Regions from separate parts of the Gossypium hirsutum genome. Here region 2 is linked to region 1. A link is a contact called in public Hi-C data. All regions are on one chromosome and are shown on one strand. Each heading gives the region's core, a stretch centred on a gene start, on an enhancer-like site or on the middle of the called end of the contact. The rest is flanking DNA. Distances are from core to core; before and after follow the strand shown. Region 1 holds the start of LOC107956718 (heavy metal-associated isoprenylated plant protein 43). Region 2 holds the start of LOC107890495 (lipid phosphate phosphatase epsilon 2, chloroplastic).

Region 1 (3,311 bases), core at 408-2,907:
GGCTTTTCTGTTATTCGTTGCTCTTTCAGTTTGAGTTGCTTCCGCTATAATTCAGTGCCTTAGAAGAATTCTGTGGGAATCCTCACTTTCAAAGCGTTAGGCTGACTTAGGCACATTTGAAGCAAAGAAATCGCCTAAGGCCGTGTAGATTGCAAAACGAAAGGTCTAGCCCATGACACTTATACCTAACCAAAAAGATCGACGACGACTCTTACTTTAATTTAAATCTCCCATGTTTTCTTAAATAAAAAATTTCCATATTTTGAAAAGCCTCAAGCTGAATTTTTCTTTTTGAACTTTAGCCGAAAAAGAGTCACTACACTTTTCTTTTTTTATTTTTCTTTTCTTCTTCTCCCCTTTCTTCTTCTCCCTTTTCTTTTTATATTAAAAAAAAACTAAGATTACTAATAATTGCAATGGCAAAAATAACAAACCACAAGATTTAGGTTGTTAGTGTATTTATATAGATTATTTCATAATAATGTTTAATGAGCAAAACATAATTTAAATAATATATAAATAATTATTTTTCTAATTTATTCTATTTAAAAATGGTAAAGTATCAATCCAAATATATATTTTGAAAACACTTCAACATTTTTGATAAATATTGAAAACATCCGAGTTGAGTGGACAGGTTAAGTAAAAAATTGGGAAAAAAATCCATGGACACGTATACTCATTTTGTTCATAGCAAAAGCAATTAAGGTAACTGTCAAATAACTTTGATCTTCTAGTCTTAACTTATGGGATGGTGGTTAAAATTTTTGTTAAACACTTATTTGTCATAATTCAAATCATGTTATCCCATCTCCTACTTAATATATATATATAAAAGTTTGTTTTGAAAAGCAAGTTTAAATAAAAATAAATAAAACTATTTTTTTAAACAATCTCATTATATATTCTGATCATATCTACTCTTTTTGACCCAATGCTTAAAACTATCCTTAGTTCCTTCCCAACCTATAAATAGAAGGATAATACACTTCAGCACACTTGAACGTACATCTTCTTACATTGACAATAATGTCTATATCAATCGAGCTAAAACCCAATCAACATAAATACAACCTATTATTATTATCACATGATTGAGCACCCAACGTTGGGCTCATTATATCTATCCATATAGACTACAGGATAGTGGAATTGGGGATTTGGGTCAGTCTTCTTATCATCTTTCTTGGGCTCAGCCTTCTTCTCTTCCGGCTTCTTCTGGGGTTCCTTTGGAGGTGCTGGGGGAGGCCCTACACTCACCAGCTCTACAAATTTCCCTACTTTTCTCGTTCGAACTATAATATCATATGGGTCTGCATCGCCTGTTACTGATATAGTTCCCTTGGCAGCATCCACCTCTATCTTATCCACCCCTGCACACCAATAAATTCAACAATATGTACATAAATATTAATGTTTGATAAACATGTTCGGATACAGCTTCAAAATTTGCCATCAATTATTACAAAGCCAAAGAGGAATATGGTACTGTTTCTAGCCATGTGTCTACCTTGTACTCCAGAGATTGCCTTAAGAAGCTTCTTCCTGCCTTTATCGCCTGAGAGATCAACCTTCAAAACAGTCTTCTTTACCATGGAAACCAAACTAAAGTGTCTAAAATTTAAATCAAGAGCAACTCTTAACTAGGTTAAGTATTGCAGCAGCATGATCTTATTTAAAGAGAAAGATGGGTATATATATAAATATATATATATATATCAGATTCTTTGGTTTGTTCACCTGGACTCCATAGCAAGGGAGGTTTTTCCTATTGCCTGTTTACCTAGATCCTATCTAATTATATAATCACAAATAGTTTCTGGGTGGTGGATTCTTAGCATTTGACGTATATATGTTATCGTTTATATTTGGATGTATTTGCTTAGACTGGCATTCTGCTTTCAGCATGCACCATCTGGTGCACTTACACACTTAACAAGCCAAGAAACAGCAACTCATTGGAACCATCATCGCTAACTAAATCACATAGCAAATAGCAATCGATGAACTACAGACCCAAAATCATTATGTTGGTATATATGCAAGTCCTGTTTTTTATTAAGCAAATATTAACCAATGCTGTGGACCGTGGTGCAGATGATATTTACCTATAAAACAAATATAATTAATTCATTACATTTTGAAATAATAATTTAATTATCTTATGATAACATAATTACTCCACTAATAAATGTGATGTTAAAAGTTGGATTTAAGTCGGTGAGAATGCGAGATACATTTGTGTTGTTTTAGTTATCGATACTGTACTACTTCTATAAACAGAATCTCCCAAGCATTTTTATTATAACACGCGTCCTTTTTAGTCTTGAAATATAAGTAGGTCCCAAGCGTTTCTGTCTAACATCCTTTCCTTTTTCCCGCTAGAGGATAGAGGTAAATTTTCAGCATTGAGCCCTCTGCTATGTTAATATTTAGCATTTAGTCTTGATATTTTAATTTGACATAATTAGATCATCTACTTTATCAATGACATTAATTGATTCAAATAGTTAATATCCTTAATTATTACGGTTAAAATGATGTCGTGAATTTTTTTAAAAACACCTTTCTAACACAAACAAAATAAATCTATTTCAATATGATAAGTACATATTTTTAACACATAATGTTAAGTTTGAAATGATATTTTTACTCGAAATAATTAAGAGCACTAATTATTTGAAGTAACTAAAAATAGAACTAAATTAAATTAAATTAAAATATAAATCTTAAATATTAAATTTAAATATAGTAAAGAGGTTATAATCATAATTTGAATTAAAAGGTTGTATACATAAAGCAATTATTTATCCTTTGATTTAATAAAAAATGATTTTTTAAAATAATATTTTTAATTAAAAATTTCGATCATAATTACTTTAATAAATATATACTACAATTTCAATAAATATCAAATAAATAATTATAATATAATTAAAATTATATTAAAAAATTTTGAAGCCTATCTAAACGGCAAAAACATTCTAGTTTTTAATTAAAAGTGTTACGAGGACGCCAATCAAGTAACATAGAAGTCTTGTTTATGGGTGGGTTGAAGTTGGGTTCAGATCAAATCTAAGTATAATATTGATATATTTTATATTTGTCTAAATTTAGTTTGATTTGAAATATGAGCATAAAATTTTGACCAAGTCTATTCATATTTGTAAAATGTTAACTTAAGTTTGCCCATATTATTTTTTAAAAAATATTTATATTATTTTAATTCAATATTTAAGAATTTTTATATTTTTTATTTATTAATTTTTTTTATATATTCATCTTAACATTTTTCTAATATTTACATTAAA
Region 2 (3,311 bases), core at 297-2,796, 320 kb after region 1:
AATATTTATCTTTACATTCAACCACTTAAATTCAGTTCTACGTTTTCTTCCATCTCCGATCCTGTATCTTCATCTGGGAAATTCTCTACAATCCAATTTATAAATTCTTAATTCTCTTCATATTCATCTTCTACAATCCAATTTGGAAATTCCTCGGGATCTTTTGGCTCTTCAATCTTTATAATGGGTATTGAATATACAAGTTCTCTTGGTAATTTCCTAACAACTAATTTATCCATCTATGGTTTGTCAAACACATTTTGCTTCCCAGTCAACTTTCGTGAACTTATACTTTGTCTTGCTATTTTCCTTGCTCCATAAGAGATTATAAACTTCGCGAAGTTTATAACTAGATTCCAATAGGTTCGTGGTATCGATGTCTTCCAAAGTTCGTTTAAAATGATTTGATGCTCCCGTTCTATTAATGTCCCTCTAAGGGTTAAGTATTGCACTTTATTCTTTCTAATTATTTCATGACCCTTCCACAACACTTTTTGCATCTTTTGATTTACGGTAATAAGGTGTTGAATAATGTCTTCTTCTGGTTTCATTCTGTAATCTTGCACTTCTCTCATCATCTTATCAACTTTCTCCCTTTTTGCTAAAGTTATTATCTCATTAGGTAATACCAAATATGTTGTCATTTCTAACAATATCTATAACAAAAATATTTTCAGTTGTTATCACTAATTAACAATTACTTTATAATAGTTTTACTAACATAAACACTTTGAAATATATTAAAAAAATTTAAAACATAACATTCACAATAAACACATAATTAATCTAAATATAAAACTTACTAAAAAATCACAATAAACAAAATAACTTTTAAAACAAAACATAAAATAACACTAAACAAACTATATAATACTAACAAAATATTTTTTTTCTTATCATAATCTATTTTATTTAAAAATAACAAAAAAGAAGATACCTTCTTTTTCTTCTCTTCTCCTTTTCTTCTTCTGTAATTTTTTTAGTGGAAAAAATTATTTTTTCTGTCTTTCTTCTCTTCTCCCTCTCTTCTTCTACAATTTTTTTTACTGGTGTGTGCCTTAGTTTGATGGCTTAAATAGAGAGTTTGGAGAAGTGGGTGCCGTCTGTGCCACGTCAGCAACTGGTGTCGCCTTTGGTACATCCTCCTTTTTTTTTAACAATTTATGTTTTTTTTAACTAATAGTTGTCAGAAAAGTAAGGTGGTTATGCCGCCTTTAGCAGGCGGCACCACCCTACATTTACCATTTTGGTACATAATTTTTAGTTTATATTATTTTAGTGTTTTATTTTATTTTTTTGTATTATATTAATAAAAAAACCCTATTTTCTCCCCCTCTACTAAAAAATACTTATTTTTAAAATTTTCAAAAAATCCATCTATTTAGTGAATAATATATTTTTACATGTATATATATATATATGACTAATTTAGCCTAAATATCCTGGGATGAAGAAAAAAAATTATCTAATTTATTTAAAACGAAAAAAAAAACATTTGCTACGCTAATAATATAAAATGCATAAAAAACGTTATAACACGTGGGAAAATATTGTCGTAGATGGGACAGTCGTGGAGGATCTGTCGTTCTTACATAACTTAGGGTTCTAAAGAGATCCCCTTCTTGGAATTTTCTCATCCATTTGTTACTCTTCCAAACACCTGCAAAATATAAAATTACTTCTCTCTCCACGCTCCACACATTCTCATCAATTTCAATAAATTAAATCTTTTATGAAATGTTTCTCTTCTTCATCTTCGATACTTCCTTTCCTTTCATCAACCTCCTCCGTCCTAGTACTTCCCAAAAACATGTCTCCGATTTCAACTCTTTCCCACCCTCTAGTCTTCAAATTCAATCTTAATTCTTCACCTAAGCTTCTTAAATCGTTTGACCCAGAGTTTTTCCTCCATCTCCGAACCCGCAAAACAAGTTCTCTTGGAGGAATTTTGACCGATAAAACTGGGGTGCGCGACTCTTCAAGAACTATGATTAAAACTTCTGTGTTAAAGGAGTCTAGGGACAGAGACGATGGTATTCAAGCGCTTGAACAAGAAGTAGAAGGTTTCATTGACGGATCAATACGGGTTCAAGGTTTCGAGTCCACTTTGAACCGTCTGGTGAGTCTATTTGTCTCTATATATTTGGATATACTTATTTGGGCATGTAATATTTTCCATGTTTACTGAGATGGAGGTTTTGGGTTTGTTGGGTGATAGAGCAAGTGGTTGGTGTCAGCTTTGTTTGGTGGGGTGATACTTTGGAGGCCTGACGCGGAGGCTTTATGGATGGCGATGGGGTCGATTGTGAATGCGGTGCTCTCAGTTGGACTGAAACGGTTGCTGAATCAGGAGCGGCCAGTGGCCGGCCTTAAGTCCGACCCTGGGATGCCATCTTCTCATGCCCAATCCATCTTCTTCACTGTCGTCTTCGCTATAGCTTCATGTGAGTAAGCCCTTGCTTTCACTTTCGCTTTAGACTGCCAAAATTGAGCGTTAGTATTTAACGTAGTTCTGTATTTGGTATTTCACAGTATTGGAATGGCTAGGAATTAATGAACTTTCGGTGGGCATTTCCGTTCTGGCTCTGGCATTTGGTTCATATCTTGTAAGTATACATCCTGAAAACTATATTAAAAAGATTAGTCTTGATTGTTTTAGCAGTAGAAAAAAGCTTTGATTTCTGAAGCTTGTGAAAATTGCATCTAATCTAATTGCTGGTTTACAGTCATGGCTTCGAGTGTCACAAAAGCTTCATACGATGAATCAAATTCTTGTGGGTGCTGTGGTAGGTTCCATTTTCTCAGTTTTATGGTACCTGTCATGGGATGCTGTTGTTTTGGAAGCATTTAACTCCTCGCTGTGGGTAAGGGTCATTGTTCTTTTGGCTTGTGCTGGATTTGGCCTAGGCTTTCTTACATATGTGATACAATATTGGCTCAAGGATGAAAGATAGACCATGTATTTGCGTTGTAATCAGTTTCATTAATACAAGTCATTTGATTCCATCTCAACAGTTTCAAACTATCAGAAATGCTTAGTCATCACAGGCTCTGGCATAAGAAAACAATGTATTTGGAACTATTGACACTATTTGTCTTTACAGAGCGCAAAAGAGAAACATAAACGTGAATTCCTTGAACCCCAAATATCATTGATTGGTTAATGCAGTGATGTTTGCGGCTTACTTTATAATCTTTAAGCTGCATTTAGTCATTTTAACTGAAATGCTTTGGAAGCATGAGCGGCTTCTAACGAGCTCTGTCTTCGTCTCCATTGCAAACAAGTATACTGTTTTGTTTGCACACAAATC

Evidence for each region. A called contact is a pair of places that touch in the nucleus more often than the background predicts.
Region 2: a Hi-C map of leaf shows a contact between it and region 1, with 2.2 times the contacts expected there. The contact joins the promoter of LOC107890495 here to the promoter of LOC107956718 in region 1. A contact is called at or near these places in 2 of 34 Hi-C or Micro-C datasets (both in leaf).

Annotation. Positions count from the first base shown.
Region 1 is chrA12:14,758,512-14,761,822 of Gossypium_hirsutum_v2.1, forward strand. LOC107956718 (heavy metal-associated isoprenylated plant protein 43) reads right to left here and starts at 1,658. Exons shown (of 2, transcript XM_016892274.2): 1 at 1,511-1,658; 2 at 907-1,373. The coding sequence starts at 1,595. The coding sequence ends at 1,087.
Region 2 is chrA12:15,083,169-15,086,479 of Gossypium_hirsutum_v2.1, forward strand. LOC107890495 (lipid phosphate phosphatase epsilon 2, chloroplastic) reads left to right here and starts at 1,547. Exons shown (of 4, transcript XM_016814959.2): 1 at 1,547-2,119; 2 at 2,219-2,444; 3 at 2,533-2,606; 4 at 2,727-3,012. The coding sequence starts at 1,733. The coding sequence ends at 2,954.